Regions from separate parts of the Rattus norvegicus genome. Here region 2 is linked to region 1. A link is a contact called in public Hi-C data. All regions are on one chromosome and are shown on one strand. The core of a region is the stretch at or near the end of the contact, and the rest is flanking DNA. Distances in the headings are between cores, read along the strand shown.

The links. A called contact is a pair of places that touch in the nucleus more often than the background predicts.
Region 2: a contact with region 1 is called in a Hi-C map of the A7r5 cell line, with 3 times the contacts expected there. The contact joins two enhancer-like sites. A contact is called at or near these places in 11 of 12 Hi-C or Micro-C datasets (the A7r5 cell line, the Rat2 cell line, Schwann cells and 6 more) and 1 of 1 datasets of contacts at active chromatin or transcription factors (oligodendrocytes).

The regions. Positions count from the first base shown.
Region 1 is chr4:131,442,440-131,447,832 of GRCr8, forward strand. No RefSeq gene overlaps it. Among named protein-coding and RNA genes, the nearest start is that of Lmod3, 30 kb to the left of the region's middle. Within about 2 kb of position 2,227, at least 24 of the 93 cell types and tissues checked have an H3K27ac peak or open chromatin away from gene starts, as enhancers often do. A contact at or near this core is called in the A7r5 cell line, where this site is marked.
Region 2 is chr4:131,566,064-131,571,456 of GRCr8, forward strand. It overlaps Frmd4b (FERM domain containing 4B), which reads right to left. Exons shown (of 23, transcript NM_001427301.1): 4 at 4,996-5,088. Among named protein-coding and RNA genes, the nearest start is that of Frmd4b, 71 kb to the right of the region's middle. Within about 2 kb of position 2,983, at least 1 of the 93 cell types and tissues checked has an H3K27ac peak or open chromatin away from gene starts, as enhancers often do. A contact at or near this core is called in the A7r5 cell line, where this site is marked.

The DNA of each region.
Region 1 (5,393 bases), core at 977-3,476:
TGCAGAGCACAGAAACGAAAGTCTTAACTGTTGTGTTTTATAAAGCACAGTCTAATACAGTGGGAGGGAACATCTTCGTGGGTCCAGCCAAGGTGTTCCCCTGCGGAATCATCACCACGTGACTGGCCTAGTGCAAAAGGAAGTTTACTGGGGGGAAGGAAGGGGAACCTGGAAAGGGAGGGGGACAGAGAAGGACAAAAAGAGAGGGGAAGAAAAGATAAGAGGAAGAGGATGGCTGGGAAGTTGTGGGGAAGAGAGTGATGGAAAGAGGGGAAGGGAGGGAGGGAAGAGGGAGCTGGAGAGGGGGAGGGGGAGGGGAGGGGGGAGGGGAGAGGTTGGCTAGCATTTGGCTAGCATGTGGCAAGCAGCTGCTGTAAGATGTTGCTAGGTAGCTGTTGGGTGGAGCCTAGAGGAATTGCCAACACTAACCAGGGAGATCCAGACCGTTTTGAAATTGTAGCTCTATTTACTAAACCATCAGGTTGCCTGGGTGACAGGGCAAAGGAGGGCATTGTCCAATAAAGTAGAGGGCACGCTGGGGACATAGACGCACCCTGTAGGCTCATCCTTGCTTGCTTCAAATTCAAACTTAACTGGGTATTCTTTGTTTCTGTTTGTAAAACACATCACCAGTAAACTCTATCACGTGGCCAGTAAAATGACAGCCTACAGTAGAAAACTCTGAGCCCAAATCGCTTTGCTCACAAGTAATAGTAAGAAGGTGGGGGGACATAGCTCAGCCAGTGGAATGCCTGCCCAGTATGTGCAAAGTCCTGGGTTCTGTCCCCAGCACCAAGTAAACCGAAACCTGGTGGTACACACCTCTAATCCCAGCACTCGGGAGGTAGGGTTAGGAAGATTACAAATTCAAGGTCATTCTCTGCTGCATATAAAGTTGGAAGCCAGCTTGAGCCATGTAAGACTCTGTCTCCTCTCCCCTCCCCTCCCCTCCCCTCCTCTCCTCTCCTCTCCTCTCCCCTCCCCTCCCCTCCCCTCCTCTCCTCTCCTCTCCTCTCTTCTCCTCTCCCTTCCCTCCCCCTCCCCTCCCCTCCTCTCCTATCCTCTTTTCTTCTCTTCGCTTTGCTTTCCTTCCCTTCCCTTCCATCTCCTTCCCTCCCCTCTCCTCTTCTCCCCTCCCCTCCTCTATCTTTCCCTCCTCCTCTCCCCTTTCCTACCCCTTCCCTCCTCTTCCCTCTCCTCCCCTTCCTCCCCTCCCTTTCCTTCCTCTGTCTCTGTCTCTCTTTGTGTCTTGCTGTGTCTCTCTCTCCCTCTCCATATATGAATGCATAGAGAGTTAAATACTATCCAGCTAGCATGTGCTGCAGCTCTAACCCAGCATGCATGAGGCCCTGGGATCTTCCACAGCCCTGTGCTTTTCCTTCATATGCCTTTTGAAAGGTGACTTGCACCAGGATGCTCCTGTGTGGGGTGATTTCCAGATTGTACTTGATTATGTGACCTTTGGTGTGTCTGAGCACTTGTCCTGGGCTCTCGTTCTTAAATCTAAAGCAAACAAAGAAGTCACTGGGCACTGTTGTTATACATTGGCAGAGTACCAGACAGGGACAAGCCATTTGCTGTCTGAAGCAAAGGAAAAACCAGACACATCAATTCTGTCTTTATTTAAAATCTGTTTTTTTTTAAACACAGAATGTGTGTGTGTGTGTGTGTGTGTGTGTGTGTGTGTGTGTGTAAATTAATTTTGACTTCTAAAAGATTGTGTTAAAAATCTTGCTAGTTTGGCTTGTTTGATTTTTTTTTTCCACCTGAGAAAGTACTTTACTTTCTATCAATCTTTACAGTGGCCTTCCGTGACTATTAAATATTTAAATCTTACATTATTGATGTTTAAATTTAATCCTGTTAAATGTTACCAACTCTCTTCCTTGCAGAGTCTCATTAGAAACAATAACAAGACCTGACTTACTTTGTCCCAAGAACTGTGGCACACGCTAAGGTCTTAAATGTTATTGAATCCTTACAATTTTCTATGTTTTTAAACCCAGAAACAACTTCCCCAAGAACTCAGCAAGTAATCTGAAGTGTTGGGGGCTAGAAATTAGAAACTGAGTTTTTGCTTGGCTTGTTTCCTTCCGTCTGTAGCCTACAGCACCTTGTTCATACAATATTGAAAACCCTGAATCCAGGGCAGCTAGGAGCTCCTGCCTGCAGGAAACCCGAACGGCCTCTAGGTGTCCTTCTTAACCAATATTGCATGCTTCGAAAGGCCAAGCGGAACCCAAGGATCAGAAGAAACCTGGCGTAGTCTGGAAGGTTCTGTTCAGATAAAGGGCTCATGCACTGAGCCGGGCCACCTGTCCGTGGCCCGGAAAGTCTGGACACTATCTGTGTGTGCCACTTCATTGCACAGACTTTTCACTCATGTATGGAACTATCCCAGCTGCCCCTGGACAGAGGAGAGTTTGCCTAGGGTTAGGTAAACCCAGGACACGTGACTAACTGAGGCACCTATTAACATACCGAAGCTGACTCTGGCTACCTCTCACCAAAACACGCAGTACCTGTGGCTTCTCCCAGCACTTCTTGTCCCTCCCCCTCCCCTAAACCTCTGTAGCCCTGGGTTTGGGCTTCCCTTCCCCCAGCCTCTGATCCCTATATAACTCAGCCATTTTGGCTACATGCCCTCTTGGCTCTTGATTCCTTTCTTGGATCACTTGCCACCCACTTCCTCTCTCACTCCTCATCCCTGACTGGCCCAGTTTAGTCTGGACCCTTCCAGATGCCTCTGGCTATCCTCTTCCTCATACCTACAACAAAGTCTTCTCTCCTCAGCCCAACCTAGGAGTGGTCTTGTCCTCCTTTTGCAGTCGCCTAGAATCTCAGGTCCACAGGACACTTCCCATACTGAAGGGTTTTGTTCTCAACTCTGTCTGGATTTTTCCCAGGATGCCTGAAAAATAAATTCTAAAGAAAAAAAAAATTGGCACTTAGAACTCTTTTCCAAATTTAAGTGCCCTTTTGTATTTTTTTGCTAAATCTTTTGCTTGTTTGCTTTCTTATGTGTGCCTAAAAGACACGGACTTGTCTTTGAGCCAACAGCATGACCTGACCCAGCATGAGCTAAGGAGGTGCCTGGGCGTCTGATTTTTAAGGTGGTATTCAGTCTTGAATACTCACAGGTATAATTTGTCCTTGTAGGACAGCTGAGGCAGGAGGAAGTGGAAAACACCTATTCAGGTCTCTAGTGCAGCCTCCCTGTCTGTGGACTCTGGGCAGAAGGAACTCACACTACACAAAGGCTGTCTCTTCTACTGCAGTAACCGGAAGCCACCCTTAAGTGCCTCTAACTACACATGGGGCACAAGACTCACATCCAAGAGCTTTGAGTTGGGATTTACAGTGGTGGCCTTGCTGTGAGGATTAAATAAGTGGGGAAAATTCTAGGAGCTGGGACTAGAAATCAACCCTCAGCTGGGATGTTTATTTCAGTACTGTTATTTGAGTGGTTAAATGAATGCACCTCAAGTTTGGGGCTGGGGGATGACTCAACAGGTAAAGCAACTGCCCCCTGACAAAGAGAATCTCACTTTGGATCCTGAGAAGGCAGAGGAGGCTTAGTGATAGATGGAGCTGCACATCTGTAATCCAGTGGTCCTACAGCCAGCTGGGAAGCAGACAGATTTCCCAGAAGTCCGTGGGCCTGCTAATCCGGCATAAATGGTGCCAGACAAGCAAGAGACTCACTCTCAAATAAGACCTAAGGTTGTTCTTTGGCGTCCACATGGGTACGGTGGTAGATATACCATGACATGTGCATGCTCTGCACTCATACACAGGAACACACACACACACACACACACACACACACACACACACACACAAAGATAAAAAAAAAAACCTCAGCTTTCTGGATTAGGAGCAGCACTTACTATTTTCCCACACAGGTTACTTTATTTCCTAAAAAAAAAACTTGCCTGGTACATTCTGCACTGTGTTCTTTGCAGCCATTACACTGTGTAACTTATACAGTGCCCTGGTGAGTCCTGTACCCAGGATGAACCTGAGCCCCAGAATACTAGTGGTAGTTTCAGAAATCAGCAAGCATTGAGCCTGGGATAGACTCCAAGCCAGATAGTCTGTCTCCGAGACTCCCTGACTTCAAAGCCCACACCTCTAACCACTACTTTGTGAAGACAGTGGTGTCTGTCCAGACACCACCATCAACTCCCTGAAAGGCTTCTTCAGTAATTGAAGGGTGCCTGGGATTCCTCTCCCAGCCTGGAGCTCCTGGGATTCCTGATGAGATCTTTTCAATTTCCTGGCTTTTGATCTTTTTAAGATGCCTAGATCTTCTGAGGAAAGGGCAAGCTGGAGAATAAGTTCCCCAACAAGAAGTGCGTGTGCATGTGTGTTTGTGTGTGCGTGTGTGTGTGTGCTCGTGCAGGTGCTGCTACGTATATTGGGAAGGAGAGGCCTGGGATGATGGCTGAGGCTCATTCCCAGCAAGAGAAGCATTTGGGGTGCAAACACCACAGCTCATTTTCCTCCACATTATTTGCAAAGATAATTCCAGCCCACTGGCTGTTCCCTGACCCTTCTTGGAGACTCCTTTCAAGTCGAACCTTGATGGAGAACATCCGAATCGCCCATCTTGTAAACCACTCCCCTACAAGCCTGAAAGTTCACGGACTGGACTTTCCTCCCTGATTGCTGGTTTTGACAAAGTCACCCTGCTGAGCTGACTTCAAGCATTTCCTCCTACTTCTTCCCCAAGCCTTTGCTCTTCTTATTCTTTCTTTTCTGTCTCCATTTTCTTTGGTTTCCATTCTAAGCAGTTTCCCTGTCACTCACCGCTTCCTAAGCAGCAGCGGGAGCTTCACAGAGCATTTGATGCAGCATCAAGCGGGAGGCTGAGAATTCCAGCTTTAACACTTACTGTGTGGTCATGACACCAACGATTTGGCCACCTTAGTGAGCCGCTCTTCAAGGCCTTATCAGGGCATACAACCATCTACCACATACAGTGGTAGGAGAGGGTTAAGTGAATAGCCCAGTTTGAGTGTCATTGTTGGGAGAGTTGTCTGTTCTGTTGCTCGGACTTCTTCAACATTAGCCTAAGCTGGCCTCCTGTTCTTTTAGTTTCTAAGGTCTTGCTTCCCAATATCTAGGGAATGACCCCATCCAGCATCAACTCCTCACAAGGACTCGGGGTGTCCCAGCAATCTCAGGAAGCATCTATGCCTCCTCCATCGTCTCTCATCGCCCTTCATCTTCATGGAAATAATAATCATATAAAGTCATTCAGAGACTTATGCTTCTCCCTCATGGATTCCAGCCCACTTTTTCCAATTGCCTGGGTCTGTGACTTACAGATATGCAGTTGGTACGCTGCCTGTTAGTTAGTGGTTAGGGTGCCTCCTATACTTTCCTCA
Region 2 (5,393 bases), core at 1,733-4,232, 120 kb after region 1:
ACCTAAGACACCCCGACACATTCACAGTTTGACTGAAAGAAGTTCAAGTTTTGACTTTGAAGAAGCTTTGAGCCTCTCTCAAGGGTCCATTATCATCCATCATACGTGCTGATTCTCGTGTTTGTTCAGATGCAACCTGCCTTATGGCACAGGAACCCAGGAGACAAGACACACAAGGACATCTCCGAGTGACTTAACGGAGTTATGATTCACAGGGGGAGGATTGAGAGAGGGGCTCCACAGCAGAGCTCTCTCCCACGGTATATTAGTAGAACCTAGGCCAGGGCCGAGGACGAGGTGGACTTTGGTCCTAAAGGGGAGAGGTAGTGCATAGTTTGAAATTTTTTCTAATATGATTACACTGGGCTCCTCTTCTCCCTCTGGAGGAAATGAAAGACAGCATATGCCCTCACCTCCTCCTTACAGCTTGCTTACCCTATCTCTGGTGTTAGCATTAGGGTATGCCCAAATATGGCCTTAAGAATAACAGTGATACCCATCCTGGCAATGTGTGGCCACTGGAGGGGATCATTTCTCACTGTGTGACAGCTCACCACCTTGATGGCCACTGCAGTAGTTTGAATATGCTCAGCTGTGTCTCCTGAATGCTGGGTGTATACTGCCACGCCTGGACTTAAGCTTTTTTTTACATAGAACTTACTCTGTCCCAGGCTGTCCTTGAACTCAGAGATCTGCTGGCCTTTGTCTCCTGGAAAGCTGTGCACCACTGTGCCTGATCCAAAGCTTTTCCTGGCCACTATACCTCAAGATCTGGGTCAAAAGTGTGACTAACATTTCTGGATAGTTGTTAGTTCCAGATTAAGAGTCCAAATGAAGACAATAAACAGCTAATAACACCTAACATGACATAACTATACCTTGTTCAACTGCAAACACAAACAATAAACTTAACTGGGTGGAATCTTGTTCTGAGATCACTGGTGTTGCTCTCTTTGGACATAGGATGCAGTTCCATTTCACTTTCTGGTGCCCCTCTATTACTTGAACCAAACATTTTGTAATTTTCCTTTTTAAGCTTGCTACACCTGATCAAAATGCTCTTCAAGAGGGTAAACCAGAAGGCAAAGTCTATGCTGGGTTTTTCTGAAACTTCTTTTGTTAATGCAATGAATCTGATTCTCTTCACCTTAGACTTAGCCTCAAGCAGACTCTTCAGACAAGGGCAAAAGGCAGTCACATTCTTCACCAAAATACCACAAAACAGTCTCTAGGCTACCTGCTAACATTCTTCTCCTCTAAAACCTCGAGCCAGGCCCCCACAGTTCAAATCACCTTCAGCACCAATGTCTTTCATAGTCCTACTGGGATAGCCTATTAAGCCCACTTAAAGCATTCCAGTGCTTTCCAAATCCGAAGTCCTAAAATCCACATATTCCAGACAAAAGTATGGTCAGGCCTATCACACCAGTCCCTGGCATCAACTTCTGTCTTAGTTAGGGTTTCATTGCTGTGAAGAGACACCATAACCACGGCAGTTCTTATAAAGGACAACGTTTAATTGGGGCTGGCTTACACTTTCAGAGATTCAGTGCGTTATCATCATGGCAGGAGGGATGGCTGAATCTAGGCAGACATGGTGCTGGAGGGGCCTAGAGTTCTACATCTTCACTGAAAGGAAGCCAGGAGCAGACTGTCTCCCAGGCAGCTAGGAGGAGGGTCTCAAAGCCCTTGCCCATAGTGACACACCCACTCCAACAAGGCTCTACCTCCTAATAGTGCCACTCCCTGGGCCAAACATATTCAAATCACCACAGCCATGTATAAAGGGCCTCTATGCTCTAATATGCCCTAGCACATTACACGGATGTCTATGTATGACGGATCTCTGTGCTCTGTATTCGAGCACATTACTAGGTGTCCATGCATTAGGAGCCTCAGTGTTCTCCCAGCATATCACCTGGTGTCCACACATGAGGGACTCCTGACAATTTAGATGCCTTTATAGTATTCAAAGATCAAAAAAAAAAAAAAAAAAAACCAAATGGGGCTGGAGAGATGGCTCAGCGGTTAAGAGCACCGACTGCTCTTCCAGAGGTCCTGAGTTCAATTCCCAGCAACCACATGGTGGCTCACAACCATCTGTACAGAGATCCGATGCCCTCTTCTGGTGTGTCTGAAGACAGCTACAGTGTACTTATATATAATAAATAAATAAATCTTTAAAAAAAAACACCAAATGATATCTTTGGTTTCGTGTGTGTGTGTGTGTGTGTGTGTGTGTGTGTGTGTGTGTGTGTGTGTGTGAGATATCCCTGACTCCTGCACCCAGAGTCCATCACTATTAAAGGCTCTCACTAAGCAGTGTGCTGGCTGACCAGCAAGCCTCAGGGATCCACCTGTTTTGCAAGTGAGCCTAATAATATCTAAATTTTTCTAGTTAAAATTAAAAAAAAAAAACTCTAGTTTGAGTTCCCTGTTCACATTTTCTAGTTAATACAAGCAACCTGACAGGTTCTTTCCTCAAATGGAGATGTCATTAACAATTCTGTGTTCTCTAATTGGTGGTGTAAGAACCTCAGACAAACAAATGTGACAAAAGCCATTCACTAGCTGTCCCTGAACTGTGAGCCTCCATTCTGTGATCTCTGTGAAATTCATTCAGGATTCAGAGAGTTCTACCCTGTGTGCTTCTTTCTACGTGATCATTTCCTTAACAACTGCTTACTTTGAAGAGTAAAGGCTATGATGATGTCACTGTCTTGAGTTAAGTGAATCATTAAAGCCTTGATAAGGGTTTCAATTATGCTAGCAGAGAAGAGAAAGTTAACACCAAGCTGTTACAGGACATTTGAGATAACGTGCTAAGTAGGGGCTAAAGCCCCAGGAACAAGCCACCACCAACTGCTGTGGAATCCCAGAAACCTGCTGCAAAAGATAACATGGCCTTGTGAAGGACTGTCAGGAAGGGAAGGCAGGGTTTGCTCTCTGGAATTTTCAGACACACGCCAGACCTAGGCAGCTGTCGCAGAACAGGCACACAAATGTTGTCACTAAATAAATAACATTTGTCAAGATGCTCCAAAGACGCATTGCTCTGGCTGGGCTGACACACAGCAAAAACATGGCACGTGCCCACAAAGATTAATGTGGAAGGAGCAAAGAGACATATTTTCCCCAACCTTAGTAAGATACAAACAGTAAGCCACTAAACAACCCACCCGGTTTTCCTTCCAGGTGGGAAGGGAGAGGTGGAGGAAGTTCCTGTGGAGAGGAACTTCTGGTGGAAGGGAACGTCTAAGTCTGTATTTTCAGAGTTTGAAATGTTCACAAGGATAACTTCACTCCTTACAGGTACCTCACTCACAACAAGTTTCCCTTCACTTTCTGACTAATGGGCAGCGTTCTCCTTGCTTCTGGTGGGACCTCCTTCCGCTTGCTTCTGGGCACATACACCTTACATCAGACCCTTTCAGTAAACTCCAGCTGTTCCTTAGGATCCTGGGACACCTCTCCTGCTATGATTTAGACAAGTCACTCCCTGTGCCCTCCCTGTTGGGTGTTAATAAAAATGAAAACAGTGAAATTTGTAAAATTTCACCATGACTGACTTTGCCTGAACATTATAGAAAGGAGGAGGGGAAGGGGAAGGGGCAGGAGGAGGAGGAGTCAGAGGAAAAGAAGGAAGAGGGAAAAGAGGAGGCGAAGGCAAGGGGTGGAGGAGGGGTGGGGTCTCCATCATCACAGTATAAAATGAGATGTATCTTCATTAAAGTTCCACATGATCTTAGACTATTCCTCATGTTGAATTAGTTTAAAATGACTTCACACTTATTTATTCTGGGTGCACACGTTTACATGTATGGGTGCAAGCCTGTGGAGGAGAAAGGACAACTGTTGGAGTTCATTTTCTTCCTTCGCCACTGTTCACTGTGTGTGTGTGTGTGTGTGTGTGTGTGTGTGTGTGTGTGAGAGAGAGAGAGAGAGAGAGAGAGAGAGAGAGAGAGAGAGAGAGAGACAGACCCTGCACCCAGAGTCTCTCACTAAGCAGTGTGCTGGTTGCCCTCATGGATCCACCTGTTTTGACTTCAGTGGGTCTGGGATTACCAGTGAGCCAGGGATCAAATTCAGGCAGTCAGGCTTGGTAGTGAGTGCCTTTCCCAGTAGAGGCATCTGAATCAACTTTACAAAAATAAATTTGGTTTATGAACAATCTACCAGCAATACAGAGTTGCTGTAAAGCTTTACTCAGGTTTAAAGTGGGGGCAGGTCTATGACACAAGGAACTGTGGGCTCCATTGGCAATGTTTCGTATCTTAAGCTATGGAGAGGGCAAGAGGGTTGGTTAGTCTTTAAACATCCCACTTCTCTTAGGTTGGTAATAATTAATGCTAAAATACATTCCTGGTGGGCCAGCTCTGAGAAAATCCCTGATTTAGTTAAACCCATGGGTCTCAGGCCTTTGTTATTCCCAAACAGAGTTCATAGAACATGGTGAGGGTCATGAGAATTCTCCTTGTCCATTTCTGCGTGAACTGACTCAGATCTGTGAGCTGTTGGCGCAATGCTTTCTCCGTGCAGTTGCTTTGCTCTGCATCTTCGATTTCGATGAAGACACGGAATTGTATAAAACTTAGTTGTCTCAATCTCTCTAGCCCACATTATTCCCAGCATAAAGTACAATAGTAAATGTTTGCCAGATTTCAGATTTGAAGAATCTCAATAGCTTATTGATTTTAAAAAAAAAAGACCTCAGGCTTAACATTAAAATACATCTCTCAGGTTCCTCAGCCTCATGTTTACCCTGAGTCTTTGAGGAATAAAGCAAGACACTTCTCTCCTTTATCTTCAAAGAACACAACCCCACATAGTCTCTATGGTAACCTAGACCAAGACAGCAGGCAAACTCTCTCATGGTAATGCTCTCATAGGTTCTCTTCCCTTTTTATTCACTATCTCTGACTTCTAGAAATCATGAAAAATAAAAATAAACAAAAAAAAAAAAAGAAGGAGAATGCTGGATGCACCCACACGTACCTGACGGCAAAGTGCAGGACGGCTGGGCCTGGCTTCTTCGGCAGATCATGCTCCAGAACTCTGTGGTCTAGCTGCAGCCAGTTCTCTTGACCCCTGTGAGAACAGAGCAAAGGCAGAGCATGACACAGAAAGCTCAGCAACACATGGTGCTGGCCCAGCTGCCTGCAAACACTCACGCCCTCACACTAGGCAGAGAGTACAACAGGCCATGAGGCCGCTTCCGCGATTTCTGTCACACCTATTGAACCCGTCTCCTTGTGAGCCACCATTTCCAACTGGAGAAGCTTGTCAAGAGGAAGTTGCACATTAAACAGATGACCCACATCTAAAAATCTTTGATAGCCAAAAGTCTGGAAATAATTCAAATACTTTCAGGGTATTGTTAAGATAATTATCTA